Regions from separate parts of the Gossypium hirsutum genome. Here region 2 is linked to region 1. A link is a contact called in public Hi-C data. All regions are on one chromosome and are shown on one strand. The core of a region is the stretch at or near the end of the contact, and the rest is flanking DNA. Distances in the headings are between cores, read along the strand shown. Region 1 holds the start of LOC121225106. Region 2 holds the start of LOC107920078 (probable folate-biopterin transporter 4).

What was found. Hi-C and Micro-C count contacts between places; a contact is called where the count stands out from the background.
Region 2: a contact with region 1 is called in a Hi-C map of leaf, with 1.9 times the contacts expected there. The contact joins the promoter of LOC107920078 here to the promoter of LOC121225106 in region 1. A contact is called at or near these places in 3 of 34 Hi-C or Micro-C datasets (callus and leaf).

The regions. Positions count from the first base shown.
Region 1 is chrD13:50,047,605-50,054,787 of Gossypium_hirsutum_v2.1, reverse strand. It overlaps LOC121225106, which reads right to left and starts at 4,744. Exons shown (of 3, transcript XM_041109045.1): 1 at 4,375-4,744; 2 at 4,171-4,234; 3 at 3,301-4,086. The coding sequence starts at 4,030. The coding sequence ends at 3,524.
Region 2 is chrD13:50,225,643-50,232,825 of Gossypium_hirsutum_v2.1, reverse strand. LOC107920078 (probable folate-biopterin transporter 4) reads left to right here and starts at 4,329. Exons shown (of 7, transcript XM_041109050.1): 1 at 4,329-4,513; 2 at 5,189-5,316; 3 at 5,714-5,935; 4 at 6,067-6,534; 5 at 6,890-7,087. The coding sequence starts at 4,433. LOC107919199 reads left to right here. Exons shown (of 2, transcript XM_016848710.2): 2 at 120-593. The coding sequence ends at 403.

The sequences.
Region 1 (7,183 bases), core at 3,495-5,994:
TTGGTAAAAGTTATCGGCAGCAAGCAGGAGTGGATTTTCAAGAGACTTTTTCTCCAGTCACGAAACAAGTTATTGTTCATATTGTTATTAGTGTTGCTGCTATGAATGATTGGCCGCTTTTTCAAATGGATGTGTATAATTCATTTCTTCAGGGTGATTTGTATGAAGAGGTTTACATGAACCTTCCGGAGGGTTTTCGAGGGAGCATAAGGTTTGTTGTTTACTCAAGCCTCTTTATGGTTTGAAATAAGCTTCTTGACAATGGAATATGAAGCTGACTGAGGCTCTCTTACATGGTGGATATGTTCAGAGCAAACATGATTTTTCTTTATTCACAAAAAAAACAAGGTGATAAAATTGTTGTGTTACTTGTTTATGTAGATGACTTGCTGATTACTAGAAATGAAATTAGGATGATTGATGGGTTAAAAAAGGTTTTTCATAGGAGTTTTAAAATGAAAGATTTGGGAGAACTGAAGTATTTCCTTGGCATTGAGATAGCACGATCAAATAAGGGCATCATTTTAAGTCAGAGGAAGTATGCATTGGAGTTGATATCGGATGCTAGGTTTGGCGAAGCCAAGCCGCCCAGCATACCACTTGAGCAAAATAAGAAGTTTACCACAACTGAATATGATGATCTTGTACATTTAAGAGGCTGTAATAATGAGTTGCTACTAGATGTGTTAGCATATCGAAGACTTATGGGTCGATTGTTGTACTTAACAAATACACGGCCAGATATATCATATGCGGTTCAACACTTGAGCCAATTTATGCAAAAACCAAAGAAATCTCACTATGAAGTAGCAGTTCAAATTGTTCGGTACATAAAGAAGAGTCTAGGGCAAGGGATTTTTTTGGCTGTTGAAAACAAAGCGCAACTTGTTGCCTTTTGTGATTTTGATTGGGCTGCATATCCTGTGACTAGAAGATCAATCACTGGTTTTTGTATTAAACTTGGCAATTCACTTGTTTCTTGGAAGTCAAAGAAGCAAAGCAGGGTTTCACGTTCATCATCTGAAGCTGAGTATATGAGTATGGCATCAACAGTTGTTGAAATAGCATGGTTAAGTGATCTGTTAAAAGATATATGTTTTGATCAATTTGATTCAGCGTTGTTGTTTTCTGATACCCAAGCAGTATTTCAGATTGCAGCAAATCTAGTATTCCATGAGCGAAATAAACACATTGAAATTGATTGCCATTTTGTTAGAGAAAAAATACGAGAAAGGTTAATTCAGACATAACATGTGCTTACTGATGAGCAGCTTGCAGATGTGATGACAAAGGCACTTGGAGTCCAACAACATGAGTATTTGATGTCCAAGTTGGAGGTTAAGGATCTTTATCACCCTCCAACTTGAGGGGGAGTGTTGAAAGGTTGGTGTTGGTTACTGGTTAGTTTGTAAATCTAACTAAAGGTTGTTATTTAGTTAATTAGTTAGGGACTAATATGTTGATATATAAGTAGGTTGTGGGTGTAATTTAAAAATATTCCGTTTATCTCTTAATGAAAGCATATTTCAGATTACTTTTATTTCCCCTCTTTTTCATTCCCTAACTATCAATGCTATTACTTTGCTCTGTTTCTTTGCGATTATCACCGGCGTACCACTGACCAATGACGGTCACTGACGTTTTCCAACACCATTCCTTTAATTTAGCCTCCAATTCGCTAAAAAATTGAGCCCTCTCTTCATCATCATTTGGAGCATAAACATTAGCAAAACTGCATCTGAACTTTAATCCATTAATATGACCAACCAACAAAATAAATCTTGGAGCAATCAATTTGTCCTCTAAAGAAAAGAACTCTTCGTTCCAAATTGATAATAAACCGCTAGCAAAGCCGATTGAAGCCGAAAACACCCACCTACCGCCCTCTACCCCCCAAACTCTCTTGACAATAACATCTTTGACAACTTCGAGTTGGTTTCTTGAAAGAAGACAAGTTTCGGTTTCCATTTCATTACAAATTTCCTAGAAGCTCTCCTTTTCTCCCCCTTCCCCATACCCCTGGTATTCCGCGAGATAAGGTTAAAAGACATTGCAAAGAAAACACACCTGAGCTAAGCGAAATTTTGACGTATCTAGGGGCTTTCTCCCTGAAGCATGTTTCCTAGCCATTTTAAATTGGGTTTGCTCCTGACCCTGGGCCACTGTTTGCTCCAATCTCACCTCGTGAGAAAACCCATTAGCAAGACCAGTGTTATTTAAGCCCCCAGCCAAAGGATACTCAGCTGTGGGGTCCAAAGGTAAACCTCCAGCCTCATCCACCTTTGACTCTAACACGCTAAGGTTTGCCTCAACATCGAAGTGCTGCTCGTTAATTCTACTGTCTGCAAAACCGTTACCACTACATGCATCACTACAAGTAGGCATGTGTTCCAACAAGAAGGTTGGCTCAGCATCTCCATTGGGTTCCGAGCATTAATTCTCAACCTCCAAAGGCCGCAACCTTGAGATTTCATCCAGTCTGTTCGTATTCTGATGATCAACATCGCTCCTCTGACTGCCAATGCTTTCCCCGTCTACCCACTCCATTTCTGGATCAGCTTTCTCAGCTGAAACAAACATCTTATAGCTTTTACCTTTAAATGTGACGCTGGATGGGATTCTATCTCTACTAGCTACTTTAATAAAATATAATTAAATCATAACAAATATAAGAATCCACGCTCTACTAGAACAAAAATACATTCGAAAAAGAAAAACACAAAACATATCAAATATGTATTTCTGTTTTCACAGTCGATGTGGGATTGTTTGCGCTTTTTTTTTTCTTTTACAAAAACTGTGACATCTTCTATGTTCACTGTGGCATATCATTAATATCCAGAGTCATTTTGACTCTAAATCTCATGATTAGCATAAATTTTAACGTACGAGATTCACACTTCATTTCTGAAAACATATGTGACAAAAATGCATGTTAAGTTCATCGACTGTGTCGTTTTAAAAGTTTAGAATGAAAGTGACAGAAAGCAATTGAAGGAATAAACGAAACCCTTATTCATTGAATGAGTTTGCTGTATTTATTTTGCTAACAGGAAAGCCTAAAACTGACAAATTCAGAAAACAACATCATCAATTAGGCCATGGTCCCAATTTTGGAACTTATAGCAAAGATACATGTCCAATCTTTTGTTTGATATGCACATATTACGACACTTGTTTGGAATTGATTGACAAGGTGGTTCAAGTTTCTGGCTCATGTGACTTAACACTGCAACATTAATTGTAAAATTAGGCTATGGGTTACATATGGTTTGGATTCATGACATTCACAACTTTGTATAATAAACATGATCAGTATGATACGCACTTTTATTAATACACGTACGTGTACATGGATTACCATTATATATCTTCAACTCTTAACTAATATGGCAATGATCATTGATTGATTCAATTATTTGAAAACGTAAAAGTGGATCTATATACTGAAATAAACTAGCATGAAAACTGAAAGAGGAAACTCTTTCAATTATCATTTATGAATGATCACCATGTGATAACATTATTCAAGGAAACCTGTTTTTGTTAAAACAGCGTTTCTCACTTTCTTCAAATCCCTCCCTTTTAGTTTTCTACCAACACCTTCAAAAACTGAGAATGACGAAATCTGATTCCTTGCAAGCCTCCTTGCAAGAATTTCATGTGGTGGAAGCATGGAATTGTATTCATCATCATCGTCATCATCATCATGCCATGAACCATTCCTCATCTTTGTAGAAAGCTTTGACAAATCAGGGATGTTTTCTGGGGCTGATTGCTGCTTAACATCGTTAGCCTCATGACTGTAACTAGAACAACAACTGCCAATGTTACTGCTGGTATTAATTGCAGACAAAGTTCTTGGGATCATTCTTGCAGCACTTGGAACATGTCCTCTATCAGGAATGGAAGATTCACTGGAATGTCCAACCTTGTAAGTTGAATCCTTACTTTCCTTAAGAACTGCCCAAACATCTCCTTCCTCAAAATCCCCATCTCTCAAGGATGGAAAACTATATCTATCTTCCATTCCCAAATTTCTACAAAAACACCATCTGCTTCACTTTAACATCCAAAATTTCCCTACTTTCAATAAAATTTTACACAAATAGATAAAAGGGTACATCGACAAAACACCAAAGCATAAAAAATAAAAAAAGATTTATCTACCTTTTCTTGGATTAAGAACCTTCCAAAATGCAAAACTTTCCCACAGATTCTAAAGAGGTTATATCTGCATCACGACAAAGAAAAAACAAGTTAAAACATTCATTTCTTTATATTTTTTCAACAAAATCATGCAAAAAAGGAAGGTTTTTCTTCATCAGAATCAAAGTAGCTTCGGAATTCAGTTTTTTTCTTAAAGAATCTTACCTATAGAAAAATTGATACAAAAGCTTCAGAGATGGCAGGTTTTGCAAAGGGACTGAAATAGGATACAAAGGAAAGCCAAAAGGCAGTAAAAACAAAGAACTAACGAAAAGGACACAACTTATATTATATTCTCCTTTACAAATGTACTTCCTTCTCTGTGCCTGCTTCCTCAATACTCACTTTGACGGAAAATTAAAGGAAACAGAGTGTTGATCTGTTTTGGTGCATTTTGCTGACTTTCCTATACTCTTACATGGCCAGATTCTTGGAGGGTGAATCATATATATACATATATGATATGTTTGTCTATCTTATCATTGTATAAAATGTTTTCTTAGTCTGCATGGTGGATATTAAAATTTGAATTAAAATATCAAAGCTATTTATTCTATATTAGAAGATGTCAGAATGTGGATGATATAAAAAATGTTTTTTTTAATTTATTCAACAATAAATATAGGTAGAGTGATAACAAGCTTCTATATAAACTTTATTAAACATCTGTTCGATTTTTAAATTTATGGGTTTTCGATTTATTTTTATATTTAAAGAATATATAAAAGTATGAAAATAGAAAAGTATTATCATAATAATATTATGTGTCAATTAAAAAATGTATATTAGTCTTTTCCCAACTGCATTCATATTCGGTTAGTCCATGACACTAATTTAGTCAGGGTTTTATGATTAGTATGGATAAAAAAGTTTTCAACATCAACTTATATATATATAAAAATAATATTCCCAATATATATCTATATTTCTTATACCCAATCATCTCTTTTGATCAATCTTCACCAGATAAAGTGCCTAACTGAGAAGGGCTAGTCAGACTGATGGTCTCACATGCCTGTTATGTGGGTTACGTCAAGGTTCCGCCAATAGCTACTCTCATCACATTTAATAAAGTCTTTCATCGCTCTATCGTTGGATCTAAAAAAATTAGAGTCAGGCCATACTATATCACATCCAAATAAAGCACGCCACAGCTTAGCATAGTAGGACATTTGTCCATAGGGACTCTACCAAGCCCCTCCTTTATATAGGCTCCCACTTTCCCCAAAGATTAATACTCTTTACCTATTTCGAAACTCGACCTAAATATCATTAGAATCCCCAACTCCCCTAACTAACGACTCTTCGCACCCACGTGTGAACTGCTCACAACATCCTCCACCAAATTATGCATTAATACATCATTTGTGGGGAGGAAATAAAAAATAATGTTTATACCCAATGAGAGCATTTAAATATGCAAAACCTAGAGAATGAAATCAACTATTAACAATTATATGATCCATCTATATCATTCAATGTAGCTTACCAACACCAATCAACAAGGATACAAAACTAGGCCACCATAACTCCAACATGGTTATTACAATAAGTACTCTTACAATAACATTTACCATGTGTAACACTTCATACCTGACACAATTGTCGGGTCTGAGTTATAAGGTGTCACATTCGTTGCCAAAGCAACTACAATCAAATTAAATACGAAATCACACCATCAAACATACAATCCATAAGAATTACAAGTAAACAATATAAAAAATAATCATTATTGGGTATTATACAAGCTTTTGAAAGCTTAAAGTTAACCCGAGATCGAAATATGATTGAATCGTAAAAAAAAATTAAAAATATTTAGGGTTCACATCGTGACATCGTCAAATAGTTTGTCACGTCATGACATCAAGCCACTTGACGTCGCAACACCATATAATGTTTTGACCTCGTTGAGATAATGGGGTTCCTCATCTTGCCATGACGTTATATGTCATTTCTCATCATGATGTGATACGTTTGACGTCGCAATGTCACATACTATTTCTACAATTTCTAAGATTTTTTTCCTGCAATCTTTGCCAAGCCAAAACCAAACATATTCAAATCAGATTTAACTACCATATGCACTTCTTTAACATCATTTCATGACATAATTATATATATACACTCTACTCTCAATATGCAAATGTTCCATTTCAACAAAACTAATCCCTAATGCAATTCAATCTAACTCAAGCATTCACACCAATATCATTAAGATCATTAACATATATAGCATTATACCATTTCAACTAAGATTATTAACCATTTGCAACTAATAATAAGGAAAGCCAATACATACATCAACAATTGAAATCAAAAGAGTATATATATAATCAAAACAAATATATATCATTCTTAAAATACCAAACCAACATGACTTAACCTATTAGATACATGCCAACTATTAACAAAATCCATAAACGAACAAACATTGATGAGCCCAGGATCATTGATTGGATGTTGAAGTTAATGCTCAGGAATTTTGAATAGAACCTAACCTGGGCACGGAAAACAAATCGCACATTGAGCAAATTGCTTAGTGGTAATTTCTACAATTCAAATCAATATGAACAAATTCATGCAAATGCATATGTTCAATTTGTAGTCTAACTTATGCCAACATATGAAAAATAATTTCACTTTCATATATCTATGCTTATATTCATAATAGCATACCAATTCTTTATACATACATATTAACTTCTCATATAACATTCAATTTATTAGCATTTAGTTCATTTCTACATTTATCCATGTATAATGATACTTATTCATTCACTAGTATCACAATTAAGTTTATAAGTCGCATTTCACTTTAAAATTTCAATCATTTCCAAGTCTAATAGCTCTTTCATACATAATTGGCCACAATAGCTCGTTTTCAACTCAAATCGAATTGTGTCACAGCATTGTCATTCACGTGTACGCAACATTAACAAAATTAAAAAATGTCAACTTTTTCATTCATTGTGAG
Region 2 (7,183 bases), core at 3,080-5,579, 180 kb before region 1:
GGGTTTTTCTCTAGGCAAATTGTAACTAATATTTCGAACCAAGTAGAAATATCCAAATCATCAATGAAACTTGATCTGTTTGTCTTATATTTACAAACCGCGGATTTCATTTGGTGCAGGTGCTGAGGTTGCCGTTCTTTGCATTACAAAATCTGGGGAAGTAGTGAACTATCCGGCTTTTACAAACTCCAAGGGGATATACACCGTGGCCGAAACAATGCCCGAGAGTGAGTGGTGGGATGCATGCTTGGCACGACCTATCAGTAGTTTCCATGATAACTGCAACCATCTTGGGGACGGCAGCACAGGAATCAAGTTCACCTATAATCATCCCTCGGGTCATTTTCACGTTATCCGACCTTTTGTATATCGACCCTCAACAGCCCCAACCTACTGCATTTGAACTGTTGGTTGATGTCTTGGGCAGAAGCAAATGGACATAATTAATAATTTTTAAGGTTGCAAATTATCTTTTGTTTCTTGGTGATATAGGAAAGAGAGTAATCAAATATCTGTAAATTTTAAAATATTAAAATTCAGTGGCATGTGAATTATCCGAATCTAAATTTGTATTAGATATTCAGTATTCAACAGACTCAAATATTAAATATCCAAAGTTTTTTTTTATTCAACAATTGTCACGAAATATTCTTGTTTTAAAATGTTGACATATTTATTACTCTTATTTTAATTTACAATCAAAACTTTTGGGATTTCATTGGAGAATTTTAAAATTAGTAAGTAATTTCAAAAAGGAGATTTTAGTGGGCCAATTTTCCTTTTTAATTTCTGAGGTGGTTTTTTTAAAAAAAAATTATAATTTTATTTCATTTCATCCACATTATCCCACTATAAAATAAATATTAAAACTTTAAAAAATTATTTTTATTTATTTCTAATATATATTTTTAAAATTTTATTTTATTAAAAATATTTATAAAATTAAACAAATATAATGATATACATATTGAATATTTTTTTACATTATATATTTTTAATATAATTATTCTTTTTTATAATTAGTTTTCAATTCATAAAAATCTAATAACTTAATTTATAAAATTATTTATCCAAACAAGATAATTATAATTACTAACATTTTAAAAATCTCTAAAAATTAATATGAATTAATTAAGAAAAAAATGAGAAAAAATAATGATGAAAATCAATAAAAAGTTTAATTTTTAATTAAAAATAAAAAATAAAAAATGAATTTAAAATTTATTGTTATTATTTGTGTAATATCCCACAGTAGGGCTTGGAAGTTTGGGTTTGACGATCTGAAATACGCCATTAAGGTTGGCGAATTGGAGTTTGCTAGTAGGCATGGCGAGTAGATTTCGCTAGGAGACATGGCGAGGTGGTGTTCGTCATAGGGCTAGGCGAGCTGGTATTCGCTAGTGGGCTTGGCGAGTTGTAATCACTATGTTGGGTCGAGAGCCAAAACTAAGAATAGCCAAGTAGGGTTATACCAGAATTAGGATGTCAACTTATATTACAACACCATTCATGCATGTAACTACTTACTTCTATTACAACTAGAGTATCCTAAGGACACTAAAACACTAAGAGTCTATAAATTAAGACTATAAATTCATATTTTGTTATTCTCTTAAAATTCCTCATCGATAATTTTGTCACCAAGTTCTAAGAACCCATGAATTAGCTCTTAGAAAGCAAGGTAATATTTTGTTTCTCTATTAATGTTCGGATAGGTTCGCAACAAAGGAAACTAGGTTCGTTAAAAGTCCAGCATATGCGAACCTAGGTTCACTTATGTTTATGTGTGTATGTTGAATGTGTTGTTTGTAACTTATGTATGTCTATTGTGAACCTAACAAAACCGTCTACAAGCAAAAACAAGGAAAAGTAAAGCTTGCCTAAGTATTCAACAAATTGGTGAGTGTTTAGGGATCACCACTTGTATGTGCGAGCCATAATGTTAATCAAGAGCTTAGGGTTTTAACATAAGTTCCGAGAGTAAGTCTTTTCAATAACTTTGTTTAATGAATGTATTCAAATAAGTTTTTTTATGAAACAATGATATGAGAGTTTTATATTATTTTATTTTTTGCGAGCTCCTTGTGATTTGCTAGCTTCGTGTTAATTAAATGTTTTGACAAGATAACCTTCTGAGCTTGTTGGATATAATGACATGTCACAGGATTGTGAGTACTCACCTTTATGCTTTATGTTTTGGGCATTGAGGCCCTAGGACAGGTTGGAGAGATAATGGAATGTCGAGCTAAGCTTTATTCAATGGGAGATGTTGGTGTGTTGGAGAGTGTTAGCCTTGCACTATACTTATGGGACATGTTAAGGACTCATTGAGTCATTTTGAGGCTTATAAGGAGACCCACTTATCCAACAGGAATAAACAAGTGAATAAGATTGTGTTTCTGAAATCCTAAGTTTTTACTAACCTATCTGATTGTAAGTGCTTGTGAACTAGCCTTCACACAAGTATGGCACACCCTGTTCACAGTTCAGTAACAATGCCCATGTTCCTATTTAACTTATGCTACGATAATAAGTTATGAATGGATTTTGAACTTCTATATGAATGTTAGCACATTTTATCTTTCCGATTTATGTTATAGTTTGTGGGGTGATTCGTCAAACTTAAGGTTTTAGAATTTTAAATTTATTCTTCCGTCTGATTTGTTTTAATTGTGACGCTCCATACCTAAATTTGGTGAATGGGTCGGATGTAGGGTGTTATAGTTTTCCTAGTTAAACTTTTATTATACTAGAGATATTATAGTCATAATAGAACTCTAATATTAGCCTATTTAAAGGGCCTTAGAAGCCTTAGAAAAAGAGGATAATAACACAACATTAGAGAGAAAATTAAGAGAGAGTTTTAGAGACCTTTAAGGGAATTTTGTGTTTTTAGCCAGAGAGAGCTTTGTATTCGGGGTTAGGGTTTGTTTTAAATTTCTCCATCTTGTACTCTTCGTTTGTTTGCTCATTAGTGAAGACTCATTTGCTCTCGTGATTTTTTATCCTCTTGATTGGAGGAGTTTTTCCACGTAAATTTGTGTGCACAATTTTCTCTATTCCTTCTTTCTCATTGTTTAAACGAGTCGATCCCCAACACCGGGCTCAGGCTAAAAGAATCTTGCCCAATGCTCGACCTATATAGAAAACGAGTCTTAAATTTTACCCAAGCCTATTTTACGAGCCTCGTATTTTCGTCCAAACTCTCTCATTTTTCGAACGGGCCTTTGAGCTTGGGCTGGTGACCCGGCCTATGAGCAGGTCTAGATAAAATCACCTAACCAATTGAAATTTATTTGATAAATTTTATTTTGGGTTTTTTCCCTTTTTATTTTAGGGATAATGTAAATTTTGGCCTCTGAACTTATCATGTAGATCCATATTGGGATAATGTAGCTTTTGGCCCTTAAACTTTGCAAGTAGGTCGACATTGGCCTTTAAACTTGACAACTAGGTTCATTTTGGTACATGTACTTTTTCTGCTCATTTTGGCACTTGAACTAGACAACTAGATCCATTTTAATGCCTGAATTTGAAAATTCTAAATGTTTGATGATGTGACACTCTGAGTTTGAAAAATAAAAAATTTTTAGATGATGATGTGGTACAATCTTAAAGTGTAATATTCAGTATTTTAATAACCGAACTGGTGGTTGAACATGTTAGGCTACTAGTTCTTGATTCAACCAATTCGATTGGTTCAACCGTCGGACCAACGATAATTAAATAAATAATTAAAAAATCATAAAAATTTTAAAAAATAAAATAAAATCAATTTTACTTGGCTTTTTAGATTTTTATGATTATTTATTTATTTATTTATTGTTGGTCCGAAAATTGAACTGATCGAACTAGTTGGATCAAGAGCTAGTGGTCTAACATGTTCAACGATCGGTTCAGTCACTAAAATATTGAATATGACATTCTGAGATTGTACCACATAATCTTCTAATTTTTTTTCAAGTGATGATGTAACAGAATCTTAGAGTGCCACATATCTAACTTTTTAGACAAGTTCTGAGATTAAAATGAACCTAGTTGTCAAGTTCAAATATCAAAGTGAACAAAACAAGTACCAAGTACCAAAGTGAACATAGTTATCAAATTTAGGGGCCAAAGTGAATTTACTTGCCAAGTTCAGGAGCTATAATTTACATTATCCCTTTATTTTAAGGTAAATTTTGATCAAAAAGTCAAAGTCAACACAGAAGGCAAGGGAGGAGACCTTGACTGGTGCTGTGGGCGGGACCAGATAGCTTACGTGGCGAGACCTAGTTGGACCATGTACGTGTTCACCATTTTATTCCATAACTGAAAATTAACACCCGCCCCCCAACAAAACGATTTTTGACGATCCAGAAACCGATCCAAGAGAAATTTATAAGTTCTTTTTTCCTTTTTCTTTCATATTTGTTTGTTTTGTTTCTGAAAGATGATACAATGTATAAAGCAGCTCAAAACGGCATTTGGTTTGGCGTTTTTATGGCTTGTTTGTTTGATTTACTTCACCCAGGTTCCCCCATTTCTTTCTTCTTCTTTTTTCCCTCTTACTTTGATTCATAGACTTCTTAATTATGTGAAATTCCATTGCTTTGGTTTTGTGGTTTCTCTTTGTTGATTTCGTATTGGGTTTTGTTGAAAAACTAAAAATTTGCATTTAAAGTTTTGATTTTCTTTTCTTCTTTTTAATTGTCGATGTTATATAACTTTGGATTTGGATATCATATGAATTTGTAAATGACAGTTTGGGTTAATATTTTATTTGTTTTCTCGTTGAAGGAAAATATGCTCGTTTAGGTAATTGAAAGCAATAATTTTGTTAAGCCAAATAGAACCTCGTGATTTACGTTTGATTGATGCTGAATTATGAATGAGATCTTTGTCAAGCCTCAGACGACATAATTGAGAAGCTTTTCTTTAGTTTCATGCTTAAAGCTAAATGAGTTTTAGTTTAGAAACATCACCCATTTTTTCTGCTTAGATTTCCCTAAGGCAGCTAAGATGAATTAAGTGTGATTCAAGATTTCCCTGAAGCATCTGTTGCATAAGCTAGCAATCTCATTTTTGTTCCGGGTTTCCAATAGTTCCTATCTCTATGCTCTTGTAATTCCTATGTATGTTACCTTTTGTCCCCTTTTATTTTAATTTGAGTTTGGATTTAAAGTAACTTCACGATGTATGAGTGCAGGGTTTCAGATCATTCGTATGGACAGCAGTTTCTTACCAGTTGAAAGATAGGCTTAAGTTGTCACCTTCGGCTTCCCAATTTGTGTTTTCAGTATCATTTTTCCCATGGAGCATAAAACCTATATACGGGTACGCGTCATTGTGGTGCTTAGTACTCTTGTTGTCATGGAATGACATTATTGTGGTAGATTTATTTATTAGAAAAAAAGACATATTGAGGTTCTAAAGAATCTGGATAATATCAGTTTGGTGTTTTCTGATAAACCAATCTTTAGCATGAAAGTATAAGCATAGGAAAAGCATGTTTTCAGGGAAAATATCTTTCTGGAACATGATTGGTAATGGAATAATGACCATGAAATATGTTGTAAAGGATGTTAATTATGATGTAGTCCTTACTAAAGCCCTAATATAATGTGATGAAAACTATTTGGCTGAAAAATATATGATGACAAGAAAATTGTCCTTTTAGCATTATTGTATCTCTTGATTGTTTATTGGAGCCTTACTCTGTTTCCACATGCAGGATTTTGTCCGACTGCATTCCGATTAAAGGGAAAAAAAGGATCCCATATTTGGTGATTTCCACTGTGATGTCTCTTGTGCCATGGCTTATTCTGGGTATAAATGCCTCCACAAGTAGTTCCATAGGGCACCTCATGATCTTATTAACACTGCAGAACCTAGGTTCTGCAATGGCAGATGTTGTGGTTGATGCAATGATCGCTGAGGCTGTACAATTTGAGAAGTATGTTCTTCTATCAAATTTACTTTTCAACTCTGTTTGATAAATCCTTCTATGTTTTCTGCAACCAATTGTTTGCTTGGTTTTATTTCAGTAGAACAAATAACTTACAAAGTTGAACTAACTTTCATCAGGGCCTCCTTTGCCGGAGACCTTCAGTCATTGTCATGGTTATCGATGGCTTTTGGTGGAGTGTGTGGGAGTTTGCTAGGAGGATATGCATTAACCAACTTAGAGATAGATATTATCTTCCTTCTTTTCTCTATACTTCCAGCCATACAGTTGTTTTCATGTGGTTTGGTCGAAGAGAGTTCTATGGGGGGTGAAGTTTTATCTGATTTCTGTATTTCAAGTGATTCCCATCATTTGAATGGAAAAGCTAATGATTTGGATGAAGACAGTTCTTTGGAAAAGAAATCCTATGTTAGTACCAGAAAAAGAAAGAAGATCCAAAAGAAAAGCAAAAAGACACAACTTACACGCAGAAAAGCACAGACTCTGAGTCCTGGAAAGGGCGAGTCCCTACCATTACTGTGGTTCCAGTCCCTGAAATATGCCACTTACAATTTGTGCCGTGCTTTTAAACAGCCTATGATTTTGAGGTAAGTATTAACTTACTTTCTGGAACTGAAGGTTAAACATAGTGTTATTAAATGCATTGCATTTCCAAGGCAGCTAATAGAAATGATTACTCAAAAATGGCGCATGGTCTAGAATAGTCTCGCTAATGTTTGTCCGCATTTTATGTGGGGTAGACACAGCTCTTTGACTATAGATGTGTAGATTTAAAAAGTCATTTAAGTATTGTCTATGAAACATTGGATAATCAGCAGTTGATCTTTGATACTATCCTAGTTGACGCTATTGTTTGATATTGTCTCAGAGTTATACTTTATATATGTTCTTTGCCCTTCTAATCAAGTTTCTTTTGATTTAATTTTCCCCTGGAAAAACAAGACCAATGGCTTGGTTTTTCCTAGCACACGTTACTGTTCCAAACCTTTCAACCGTCATGTTCTACTATCAGACTGAGTTTTTGAAGTTGGAAGCATCTTTTTTGGGGACTGTACGAGTTATTGGATGGTTAGGACTCATGCTAGGGACATTTACATATAATCAGTACTTGAAGAAAATGAAGTTACGAAGAATTCTCGCGTAAGTACTTAGTACTTTAGCTTAATTCATTTGTAAAAGATTTTCCTTTCCTGAAACTAATGTGATTAAGTTGTATCTCCTATTCCGAAAATGTAA